4 separate regions of the Zea mays genome follow, and regions 2, 3 and 4 are each linked to region 1. A link is a contact called in public Hi-C data. All regions are on one chromosome and are shown on one strand. Each heading gives the region's core, a stretch centred on a gene start, on an enhancer-like site or on the middle of the called end of the contact. The rest is flanking DNA. Distances are from core to core; before and after follow the strand shown.

What was found. Hi-C and Micro-C count contacts between places; a contact is called where the count stands out from the background.
Region 2: a Hi-C map of endosperm shows a contact between it and region 1, with 5 times the contacts expected there. The contact joins the promoter of LOC103638138 here to the promoter of LOC100279580 in region 1. A contact is called at or near these places in 3 of 25 Hi-C or Micro-C datasets (bundle sheath, endosperm and leaf).
Region 3: a Hi-C map of leaf shows a contact between it and region 1, with 9 times the contacts expected there. The contact joins the promoter of LOC100280578 here to the promoter of LOC100279580 in region 1. A contact is called at or near these places in 5 of 25 Hi-C or Micro-C datasets (bundle sheath, ear and leaf) and 2 of 3 datasets of contacts at active chromatin or transcription factors (leaf and seedling).
Region 4: a contact with region 1 is called in a Hi-C map of leaf, with 6 times the contacts expected there. The contact joins the promoter of LOC103638140 here to the promoter of LOC100279580 in region 1. A contact is called at or near these places in 3 of 25 Hi-C or Micro-C datasets (ear, leaf and tassel).

What each region holds. Positions count from the first base shown.
Region 1 is chr9:25,865,671-25,868,516 of Zm-B73-REFERENCE-NAM-5.0, reverse strand. It overlaps LOC100279580 (1-aminocyclopropane-1-carboxylate synthase3), which reads left to right and starts at 1,577. Exons shown (of 4, transcript NM_001152577.2): 1 at 1,577-2,459; 2 at 2,557-2,709. The coding sequence starts at 1,974.
Region 2 is chr9:25,714,611-25,717,690 of Zm-B73-REFERENCE-NAM-5.0, reverse strand. LOC103638138 (histone H1-like) reads left to right here and starts at 1,323. Exons shown (of 2, transcript NM_001308055.1): 1 at 1,323-1,659; 2 at 1,777-2,465. The coding sequence starts at 1,402. The coding sequence ends at 2,226.
Region 3 is chr9:25,649,255-25,652,386 of Zm-B73-REFERENCE-NAM-5.0, reverse strand. LOC100280578 reads right to left here and starts at 1,619. Exons shown (of 3, transcript NM_001153497.2): 1 at 1,547-1,619; 2 at 1,218-1,454; 3 at 699-1,116. The coding sequence starts at 1,549. The coding sequence ends at 874. LOC100273963 (BBR/BPC transcription factor) reads left to right here. Exons shown (of 3, transcript NM_001148350.1): 3 at 1-574. The coding sequence ends at 191.
Region 4 is chr9:26,083,543-26,086,489 of Zm-B73-REFERENCE-NAM-5.0, reverse strand. LOC103638140 (serine/threonine-protein phosphatase 2A 65 kDa regulatory subunit A) reads left to right here and starts at 1,334. Exons shown (of 13, transcript NM_001347218.1): 1 at 1,334-1,481. LOC100273408 (AAA-type ATPase family protein) reads left to right here. Exons shown (of 13, transcript NM_001147845.1): 13 at 1-294. The coding sequence ends at 60.

The DNA of each region.
Region 1 (2,846 bases), core at 328-2,827:
AGGCCTGATGCATGTTGTAAATGATGTATTATATTTTCCGTATGCCGATAGAAGAAAATGCTTCAGACACTTAATGGGAAACTATGTGAAACACCATGCTGGTTCAGAGCACATGTATCCAGCAGCTATGGCATATAGGAGGGATGTACTTGAACACCATGTTAGCCAGGTCAGAAATGTTCATAAGATTGCTGAGTACTTAGACCAACACCACAAATTCCTTTGGTACAGGAGTGGTTTCAACAAAGATATCAAATGTGATTACATCACAAATAACATGGTTGAGGTTTTTAATAACTGGGTTAAAGACCACAAAGACCTTCATGTGTGTGATTTGGCTGAGAAAATTAGAGAGATGACGATGGAGCTGTTTCACTCGGTGCACAAATCACTTCACAAGTGCCCGATGCAACAACCCAGCAGACTCCACCACCGACAAGGAAATGGCTAGTTAAGAAGATCACCCCCAAGAAGAGACTGAGGATTAGTGCTCAGAAGAAGCGTATCTCAACGAATTCTTTATGTTCACATGATACTTGAAGTCGACATTTTCCTGTGCAACAACCAGATGATAATCATGGCATACGAATATATTATTTTCCTATCAGTTTACTTGTACCCTTTCTAGCAACAAAAAATAGGAGTGTATGAGTTTGATAATACATACCACATTTGATGAGGCCTTAACTGCTTCAACCTTGTCGACGACAATGACGACGAACTGAACCGCAGCCTTGGCCTCCTTCTCAGCAACAACGGCCACGCATCTCGCCTCCGAAGCCGCGACGGCAGCAGCACGAGCCGCTTCTACAACATCGTCAACCACTTGGCTCGGAGGAAGATCCATCCGCAGAGGAGCAGAGAAAAGGCGACTAGGTTCCTGGATTGGGGAAGCAGACAGCGTGAACACGAAATGGCGGCTAGGGTTTTTGGATTGGGGATGCAGCCCGCGTCAACAAGAAACGGCGGCGCCAGACTTTTTGACGGCGTGAGCACAGAGTGAATTTAATGTTGACACCAAACCCAAATCTCCGTCTGTTGTCCATATCCGGAAGAGTCTGTCAGCTGCGTCTTCAAAACAGAAAAGCCAACACCAACGCCTCTATTTCATCGAATTCTCTTCTCTCTTCTTCCATAATGGCAATTGTCTCGACCTAGGCAAGTTCTGCCGTTCTGGAGCGGAGCTCAGCTCAGCTCAGCTCCTCCAGCTGTTTTCCTTGCGGAGGCCGCCACGGCTCTCGGCTGGGCCGCCGGGCTACCTCGCTAAGTTGTCCCTTGTTCGTCCGTTCGCAGCTCTCGCTGTCGCGTGGCGTGTCAGTGTGACAGTGCAAGACCGGGCGGACGGCACGTTGACACGGCCGGCCTCGCCTCGCCTGGCCCTGGCGTGGCGTTGGCGGCTGCGGCAAGGCAGGCAGCACGGGCCACTCGGATTTGCTGGTTAAAGCAACTTTAGAAAACCACTGCCGTAACTTGGAGTGCTTGGCTTCCTGGGTCGAGCGCGCCGTAACTAGTGCAAAAAAAAAACGAGAGAGATCGCCATTGCAGAGATCTAGTATTTGAAAACAGTTATTGGCCAGATCAATGGAGAGGATGCCCCACCTGACCTGAGCCGCTGCTTCCGTCCGTTTCGTGGTTCGCTCAAATCAAGGGACGGACGGGACGGGATCACGGGAGGCGGGACTCGCTCCTTTCCCATTTCACCCCACTCCACCACTCGGCCGCGGGCCGCCAGAAGCGGCAAGCAAGACGCCAAACCCGGCGTGTTCCCCCCTCCGTCCGGCCTCGGCCAGAGCCAGACGGCCACCAGTCACCACCCAGCCCCGCGCGAATTGGCCCCCACCCAAACCCGCAAATCCCCCCGCCCGCGCCAACCCAATCCCGCCTCCCTCCCACCACCCGCCTATGCTGCCGCCGCCCCGGCGCCGGCGCGCGCTCCACACCACGACGCCGCGGCACGGGCTGCCGCCGCGCCCATGAGGGACGGCGGCGACGGCGACGACGACGGCCACGCGACATCCCGCGCGACGAGGACGAAGAGGAAGCCGTCACGCGACCCGCGGCCGCGGCCGCGCGCCGACGGCGGGATGCGCATCGTGGTGCCGCTGCAGGGGGTGGTGCAGGGCCGGGGCGGCCTGGTGCTCGGCTCCCTCATCCCCTGCGCGCTCTTCTACTTCTTCCAGCTCTACATCAAGCGCAACCGCCCCGCGCCGGCGCCGGCGCCGGCGCCGGCGCCGGGCTCCCCGCCGCCCGCGGCCGCCTCCCCGATCCTCCGCTCCCACTCGCGGGGCCTCCTCACGCCGCGCGCCGCGCTGCCGTCGCTCTCCGCGCGCGGGGCCGTCGTGCGGGCCGGGGACGAGGACTCGCTCTACTACGCCGGTCTCCGTCGGTGCGCCGCCGACCCTTACCACCCCGCGTCCAACCCCGACGGTGTCGTCAACCTCGGCCTCGCCGAGAACCACGTACGGATCGTCTCATGGATACTCTATTTTGTTATCCGCTTCCCTGATTTTTCTGTACTGATGGATGGCCCGCCTGACTCCGCGCGCGCGCGCGCAGCTGTCGCTGGATTTGGTGGGGCGGTGGATGGAGGAGCACGCGGGGGCGGCGATGCTGGACGGCCTCGCGGCAGCCGGGGACGAGGTCAGGGACCTCACCATCAGGGGGCTCGCAACCTACCAGCCCTACGATGGGATACTTGCCTTGAAGATGGTAGGCTAACGGATCCCGCTCTGAATCGCCCTTTTTCTTTCTTTTTGTTTGATCCCCCGTCCCTAAAAAAACACACACATCCCCTATTCTTGCTGTGCTGCCGACGCCTCGGTTACATCGACCATGAAAAAGTTTGC
Region 2 (3,080 bases), core at 74-2,573, 150 kb after region 1:
GACCATGAGGTCCCCTTGTTTGACGACGGACAGTGCGGTGCAGCCACTCTGGACCGCGTCCAAGCGGCGGCTGCGCTGGAGCTTGTCGTATACAGCAGCGCATGCGGCCACGTAGGACTGCTTGCAGAGGTTGAACTGGCAGTCGCCAAGCTTCTTCTCGTCGTCGATGAGCGACGCCAACGCGAGCGCCTCCTGCTAGTGGTGTTTGTTCGGGATTTCCAATGTGAAACATGGATTCATCTTTGGCGTTGGTTTATGAAAATGACTCACAAGTCAGATCCATGGAAAAATATTACGGAGGATAAATGTCACACATGCAAAAAAGGAATTTAAGTTGAAAACATTATTCAAACAAAAGAAATTGCATGCAAGGTTCTTCTTTAAATACTACTTCCTTCATCCAAAAATCTAAATCAAGAATCTCGGTGATACTTATCTATTACTGCACATTGTGTGAGGGTAGCAAGTGAGTTTGGAAGAGATGCTGTAATAGATGTAGACAGAAACACACATGTGGATGTGGTGTAGTGGTAGCTATGAGCACACTTGCTTGGTGGGTTGTGGGTTCGAATACCCTTGGGTGCTATTTGTGTTTTTTTAAATTTAATTTTAGATAGGCGTGAGATGTACGCGAGGAGGGGGAATGAGAAAGAACATGAATGTACGGAGAGAAGTGATGGAAGGGGGAATGAGAAAGAACATGAATGTACGGAGAGAAGGGATGGAAAAAGTCACAGAACATGGAATCACGGAATGGCAGTCTAACTTGTCTATAAGTAGTAATTTTTTTTTATCTCATTCACGGTTTCAGACTCCACTGTATGATCTCGGCATCGAAGAGCACCACTTATTGTCATACTCATAGCGATACCTCTACCCAACCCGTACAAACCTTGAGCCCCCATCCCAGCACAAACACAAAAAACACACCCTTTCACAAACCTCAAAATTTATCCCACAAATCAAAGTCATCTTTCCAATTTCCAAATCCCCAGCACCCATCTGACTTTGAATTCCAGCGGAACTCGAAATTCCCCAACCAAATCACTGAAAGTCATGCAGAATTCGTCTTCCAAACCACCCACCCAAAAACACGCGAAAACACACCCTCCTGGAGCCGAGGCGTCCGTCCACGCGAGGCCGCGCGAGAAGTCGAGAACCATCGGTGCGTCGGGCGGGGTGGGGGCAGGCGACCGCATCGCGCGGCCACGTGTACGCTCCGGATGCACCGACCGAGGATGCTGATCCGCGGGCGGCCGCGGGCGGCCAATCGGATCGCGCCGTCGGAGGCTACAAATACGGCGCCACGGACCACCGATCACTCGTCACAGCGAGTACCGAGTAGGAGCAACCGCTTGCGTCAGACGCACACTGACGGAGAGTGATCACTGATTTCTGGTCATGGCAACCGTAACTGAGGAAGTTGCTCCGGTCGTCACCGTCTCCGAGGAGCCGGCGCCGGAAGCGGCGAAGGAGGTGGTGGAGAAGCCGGAGGAGGGGAAGAAGCCCGACGAGGAGGGTGACGAGAGGAAGAAGGCCGACCCCGCCGCCGAGAAGGAGAAGAAGGCCGACCCCGCCGCCGAGAAGGAGAAGAAGGCGAGGAAGCCGCGGAGCAGGAAGCCCAAGTCCGCCGGGCTGCACCACCCGCCCTATTTCGAGGTGAGCAAAGATGCCGTCGTCGTCGTCGTCGTCTTGTCGGTTACTCATCCGTGCTTGGATTCTCATTCTGATGATCGGTCGCTGTGTCTGCTGGGGACCTGGGGTGATCGAGGTCAGATGATCAAGGAGGCGATCCTGTCGCAGGACGGCGGGAAGGTCGGGGCGAGCCCGTACGCGATCGCCAAGCACATGGGGGAGAAGCACCGGGACGTGCTCCCGCCCAATTACCGCAAGGTGCTGGCCGTGCAGCTGCGCGGCTTCGCCGCCAAGGGCCGCCTCGTCAAGGTCAAGGCCTCCTTCAAGCTCGCCGCCGCCGAGGAGAGGAAGCCCTCCGCGGCCGCGAAGGCGAAGAAGAAGGCGTCGGCGGGAATGGCCAAGCGCAAGAGGGCCGCCGCGCCGGCCAAGATGAAGCCGGCGGCCGCTGCCTCGGCGCCGTCGAGGGAGGCACGTAAGGTGCGCGCGAAGCGAGCGAGGAAGGTGGCCCCGGCGCCCGCGCAGCCCAAGCCCAAGCCAGCCCGCGCCGCCGCTTCCGGTGCCGGCAAGAAGGTCAACAAGGCCAGCGCCTGATTAGCGGCGGCCGTCCTGGTCCCCCCGCGCGCGCCTCCGTGTATTATACTAGCCGGTAGTAGCAGTAGGAGTTGCAAGTACTAGCAGCGTCGTAGTCGTGATGATGTTGTGGTCGTCGTCTCCGCCGGCCCGATCGATCGGGCGCTCTGTTCCGCCGTGTGGCAGAGTTTTGTAAATAACTAGTCTGGTGTGATGCGCTCATGGCAATAAAGCGCGCGCTTCTAGCTTCCTTGATGAAACATCCATGATCCATTATCAGTGCAGTCTTGTGGTTATCGTGTTGGTTAGTTCGATCACTGGAACTGGCTCATCATCTTCGGCTTCTGGGCGAGGATGTGGTGGAGGTTGGGTTCTGTAGTGAGTGGAGTATGTTCACGATTTCGTCGTTGCCAATGAACACCCTTCACCCATTGTGACTCCCGGTCTTTTCTACTTCAGTTTCACCGTAATGACGGCATGTTTGGGAGGACTTCGTTAATAAAAACGGTAAATTTGGATCTAGATTTTGACCGAGGGGCTACTCTGCTAATACCATTAAAAATGGATCTAAATCTAAGATTTACAGTAGACCAGCTCTGATGACGACTTTACTTATAATTCTAATGATAATTTCAGATTTATCGTGAATCTATTTTTGGCGTGAACAACCGCTTTAGTCAGACAACAACGATATTTTAGTCGGATTACCTCTTTTGTCTCAAATAGATCTTGCATGTCAATAAGTGATCCATTAAAAAAATACGTCAAGCGCGTCGATGATTGGGACTAGGGCTGGACGAAATACTCGTGGCTCGATAACTCGCTCGACTCGGCTCGTTAGTAACTTAGTTCGACTCGGTTCGTTTTAATTTTGT
Region 3 (3,132 bases), core at 370-2,869, 220 kb after region 1:
TGTCCATGCACCCGCTCCCGGTGATGCCCAACAGGCGCCACGCTCGCATGGGGGGAAGGAAGATGAGCGGGGGCGCGTTCGCGAAGCTGCTCAGCCGGCTGGCAGCAGAAGGTCATGACCTCTCGACTCCGGTGGACCTCAAGGACCACTGGGCCAAGCATGGCACGAACCGGTACATCACCATCCGGTAGCCAGCCGGCGGCCACGTTGAAGCCTGAGCCTGGAAGGGGGGAGAGATCACACAAACGTCGCCTTGCCCTGCATCCCCTAAACCCTCTCTTTTGCTATGCTCTGTAATGCCATTGGTTTGTAGTGGATGGAGCACTTCTGCGTTCATGAAACCACAGCGTTGTAGGTTCTCCCCTCCATTGTGCTGGACTAGTAAACTGTGCTCGCGAGCTGGAGTGCTGAAGTCCGCGAGAATCCATGTGTAATTGTAGCTCAGAAGTATTCGTCGCGTGATAGCTGTACAGTTTGACATCTGGATTCGAGTCGAGTGGTGGTAGTTGAAGGTCTACTGTATATAGTTGGCTTCAGTATCATGGCCGCCGTTGATCTGAAGCCGACGTTCCAGAAATCCAGACAGATACACAAAAAAGGTGGTGTCTGCTGCTGAATTATTCGCAGAACTATAGTCTCTAGGATACCCAGAAACAGAACTCGCAAATCTGAAGTTGTTCAGAAATGAGAATCTAAAGTTTTTTTTAGAGCTCTACAACTACAAGTGTTTAGAGAGCTACAGATCCATGTTTCAAAATCAATCAAAAGTGTCCTCGCGAAATTACTCTCCTCATCCTGATTTCCATGAGTAATAATAGTAATTAATAAGGCCACGGGACAGGACTGCAGGAGCAGGTGGAAGGCAGTAGTAGTTCAGAGGGCTAGCGGGTTGGCGTGGATGGTGACGCGGTTGAGCCTGATCTCGGCGAGCGGCCTGTCCCCGGGGCCGGTCTGCGCCTTCTCCATGAGGTCGAGGACCTCGAAGCCGTGGATGACCTTGGCGAAGACGGTGTAGTGGCCGTTGAGGTGCGGCTGCTTGGCGTAGGTGATGAAGAACTGGCTGCCGTTGGTGTTGGGCCCGTTGTTGGCCATCGACATGATCCCCCGTGCGTTGTGCTGCACCACCCAGCAAAACAAAAATTCGTTTCGTCGTCAGACACAGAGCAGAGGGCAGAAAGACCCAACCAAATCATCAACCGAAAAGAAGACCAACCAACCTTGAGGGACTCCCTGAACTCGTCCGCGAACTTGGTGCCCCAGATGGAGGAGCCGCCCTTGCCGGAGCCGGTGGGGTCGCCGCCCTGGATCATGAAGCCCTTGATGTTTCGGTGGAACACGGTGCCGTCGTAGTAGCCGCTGGCGCAGAGGGCCAGGAAGTTCTCCGCCGTGCGGGGCACCTGGTCGCAGAACACCTCGCACTTGATGTCGCCCAGGTTCGTGTGCAGCGTCACCGACTGCCACAGCCATCCGCGCGTCGACGCCGTCAGTACGGGATACGAATAGGATAGGATAGCACACAGGTCGGGCGGCGGGAGAGAAGGCTCACCATGGCTACGGGCGGCGGGTGGGAGGACGCGCGCAGCAAGGCTGGTGAGTGGTGACTTGGTGAGCGGGACGCAGCGGGTGGGTGGGCGATGTGCTTCCGGTCTGTGCTGTGCGACCCTAAGCAATTTTCCAGGGAGAAGGCGTAGACGAATCTTCTGGAAGGCGGGTATGGGCCGTGTTGGTCCCACAGGCTGTTGGGCCACGCTTTAGTGGACCCGACTGAACCCTAAAAACTCAGCCAAACATTTGTGTAATTAAGTAGAATTCCCGAGTAATTATGCAGGCCGTATGAGTTATTTTCTCGGTTAAAATAATTCCTTTGCCGTTCATCTTATTTAAATACTAGGTCAGTATCGGTGTGTTGCAACGGGGACATATAATATCTCAATAACTTATATATGCACATATGTGTTATATAATTATGAGATAAAGGATGACATATATGAGCTGTCCGAGATGACATCGAAGAGAAACTCGGGCCTGTGACGCACGTGCACTCACCTAGTGTATTATATAAGATAGGTCAGTGTCCATGCATTGCATCTGGAACATATAATATCTCGATAACTTATATATACAAATATGTGTTATACGATTATGAGATGGATGACAATATCCACAAGCCATCCGGAATGATATCAAAGAGAAACTCAGGCCTGTAACGCACGGACACTCACCTGATAGTGTATTATATAAAATTTAACAAGAAGATTTAATGGCAAAAATTCAAAATCAATAAATATAAAATAAACATAAGCATAACTATCTATTTCATCTAGTTTTTTCCATAATACGATCAAGGTACTCTTGTATATTTCCAGGACTGTTAAATCGAAGTGTTCCTCTCGTATGTCAACAGATCAATAAATAAATTCCTACGCAGAGTCGCACCATCATGTAAAGAAATGTTATAAGTAATATTATCCTTAACTACAAATTACATATATGCTATTATTCTCACCATACTAAGTTGCGCTCTTAAACCACTGTCCCACCACTCCATAATGTGCAGAGCAAAATGACCAGTATTAAGACTGAAAAAGTTGCCAACTTTGTTATATTATGAAATTATAAACATAACATCTATATATATGACATAATAATTTTAAGTAATTACCCTTTTAATTCGATTGGAGCATCAGATCGAATTGAATGTCACCACATATAAATGTCATGTGACCATCCAATACGTTTGACACCGTATGTAACCTTATATTTCTTCGAAATAAGAAGAATAGTTTCCCAAAATCTTTTTAGTGGTATATCTTTGCACCATTCTGGAGTAGGTGTGAAATTAAACACAGACACAAATTTGTTTGCATGATTAATACGAAAAGTACATAGCCTGTAGAGTATCTCCATGGCATAAGAACCTGCAAACCATGAGACATTAGAATTATATGTTTGCACAATTTATTTAACTATATAGATCAAAGGAATTCTGACTTACAAATTTACAAAGTGTGATGTAATAATTCATTTGAGGCCAATTATTTTATGTTTTTATCAACTCTATCGCGCTAGGATCCTTATATGACTTCGCTTCTTCGTCAAAACCACACATTTCCTAGAGAAAACATAATAATA
Region 4 (2,947 bases), core at 85-2,584, 220 kb before region 1:
TTGCAGAAGAGCAAATGGGACGAGCTGGAGAACTGGAACGAGGAATTCGGTTCGAGCTGACGGAGACGCGCGCTGCCTGATGATGATGATCAAGCGGCCCTATTTCCAGATGTACATGATTTATGTCTCACACACACATGGTGGCTTACACACACACACGCGCCCATCGGCCATCGATGCGTCCTCAGTCTGGACAGCGCGTCTTCAACAGAAGCAGAAGGTACAATATAATGCTGGGAACAGCCCTATATGTATACCCATTGAAATGCCGCTGCCCAAGTTATTTAAAAAAACAAACCTCTAGTGTGTGTTATTATTAGCCTATAGCTGCTCTGGGCCGCCGAGGGCGAAATCGAAGTATCGTCGGGCGTGTTCGGCAGGCTGCAAGCCGACACTGTTGCAGCTGTTTGGACTGCTGCAGCTGCAATCCATAGAGAGAAAAATACTGTAGAAGCCGCAGCCGCAGCCGGATTGCAGCCGCAGCAAGCCGCAGCGAACAAGCCGGTCGTTGTGTAAAAAGAAACACAAAACCTACATGCTTAATGACTCGTATATGTGTTATTATTAGCCCATAGCTGCTCTGGGCCGCCGAGGGCGAAATCGAAGTATCGTCGTTGTGTAAAAAGAAACACAAAACCTACATGCTTAATGACTCGTATATGTGTTATTATTAGCCCATAGCTGCTCTGGGCCGCCGAGGGCGAAATCGAAGTATCGTCGTTGTGTAAAAAGACAAACACAAAACCTACATGCTTAATGACTCGTATATATTTTAACAAACAGTTGAAATTTAGGGTGGTGTCGCTGCAAGCTTGAGGCACGGAGCCGGCTGTCGGCCGATTTGTTGCTCCAGCCCCTAGGCAAACCCCAATAATGACGGGTGCGGACACGTTTGTGTCCAAATTGTTGTGGGGGAGGGGGTTGAAAGGGTGTTTAGGTGTGCTACCAAACGCAGATTAGGCTATTTCTAGCAGTTTACTCATCTTCTATTTCGCCTCTACTCTATAAACAGTAGTCTGTCTACAGTGCAAAAATAATCATTGGACATGGCCCCTTGTCCTGCAACTCAAGAAGCTAAACGTGGCGAGATGCAGGCACTGCTCGACGCGCAGTGCTCTGCCGCCTCTGCGTATTGCCACTTTGCCAGTGAGACGGGTGCTGGGCCTCCATGCCGCCTGAGTTTTTCCTGGGCTCCAACCCCAAGCGAAGTCTCCCTCCCGTCCATAGGACTAACAAGAGCGGATCGTATCTGAGAACGGGTCGACCGCCCTTTCAGGCCCAGGCCCACTTCGCACGCCCCACAGGCCTCGACATCCACTGCGTCCCCTCCTCCCCCGTCGCATTCTGCAGCGCCAGCTCGCTCCTCGCCCCGCCCCCTTCTCTCAGCGGCGACGCCTCGGGCGTTCCTACCCTGCCCCCTCTCCGGACCCCCACGCCGTCGGCGAAGCAGCCGGGCAAGAGCCCGATCCAGACCCCGCGAGGTCAGTTCAGATCCTGCTCCTCTTCTCCCTCCCCCTCCTTCCACAGCTAGATCTGCGCCCCTCACCCCGCTCGCTCGACCACCTCCGATCGCCACGCCCGCACCCTCAATACCGCCGCCGCTGCTACCGTCGTCGGTCTGGAGCTCAGGCCTTCTTCATTCGCGCGTTCACGTGTGGTTCCCCTCCTAGATCTGGGCTGTTGTTTGGTCGATTGCGCTGGTTTTGTAATGATTGCGACGCCCTAGTCTGAGTTCTCTTCTCGCGGATCGGAGGCTGTGTGGCGTTGGTTGCTAGGTACGTCGGTAGCTAGTGATTTGGATCAACCGTTGCTCGTGGTGTGTCGTAGATGAGTAGATCGCGTGTGGCGTCTGTTGCCCGTCTCGTTGTGCGCATCAGCTATTCACCTCGTTTCGTCGTATCGAAATTCGCTCATTTATTCAGGATCCGCGAACGTGCAAATTTAATTCTGGAGCTGAATATGTCGTTACATAGATCAGATTTCAGAAACATCTTCTCCATGCCGCCTGAGTGAGAATGAAAAGCAAACAAACAAGAGGAAATCTATAAATAGAACCCCCTGGGGACCCCAAACGACCAGATCAATTCATGCCAAATTTTACTTGGAGCATTTGCCTGAACTTGATTCAATTTCTCAGAATGCTCGGATGCCAAGTGATGTTGTTTCTTTCCTGGAACCATATTTAATAGGCATCTTTGCGGGGCATTTTTTTTTTTTGCTGGATCAACCAATTATTATCGTTTGAACTGAAGGCCATGTCATTTTTAATTGGGTAGTTGAGACTCACCTCCATAGATGATGTTATGGAATATTTGACTCTTCGAAGTAATCTGTGATGTTCTACTTGTCAACATGAATTTGTTAATTTTATTTGGATCATGTGTATGACAGTAGTATTCTTGTGTTGTTCAAGAAAGCCAATCCCAGGGAACTTTTAGTTATATAAGTTTGCAATAGTTTGGTGCATCTATTTCTTTGGTTATGGCATCAGAGATCTTTTTTTTTGTATATTTTAACCAAACGTTTGTTTCTATTCTGCTTCTATTTGTCTAGAGCATCTCTAACGGTGCCTTAAATCAGTGCACTATTTTGAAATATAGGGCTCAACTCATAAAAACAGCTCCAACAGTGCCTATTTTACAATCTTTTACGAAAAAATATAGGGCACACCATGAAGTGACCCAAATATATTACACCCCAGATTAGTGTCCTATCCTTAATCTTAAAACTCGACCTGCGGGGGGTAAGACAGCCCCCGGGCATTGTATTAAGAAGACCTTCTCACACAGGTCGAGAAAACCCCCGAACCCTTGCCCCACCCATACACAGCGGCATCGAAGCCCATGTGAGAACGACCACGGCCGGGGCTGAGCCCTAGACCTGTGCTTTGGCGTGGGACAAACGAGGGGATTTTTTTAACCACAACCTGAAATTCGCTCCCACGGGG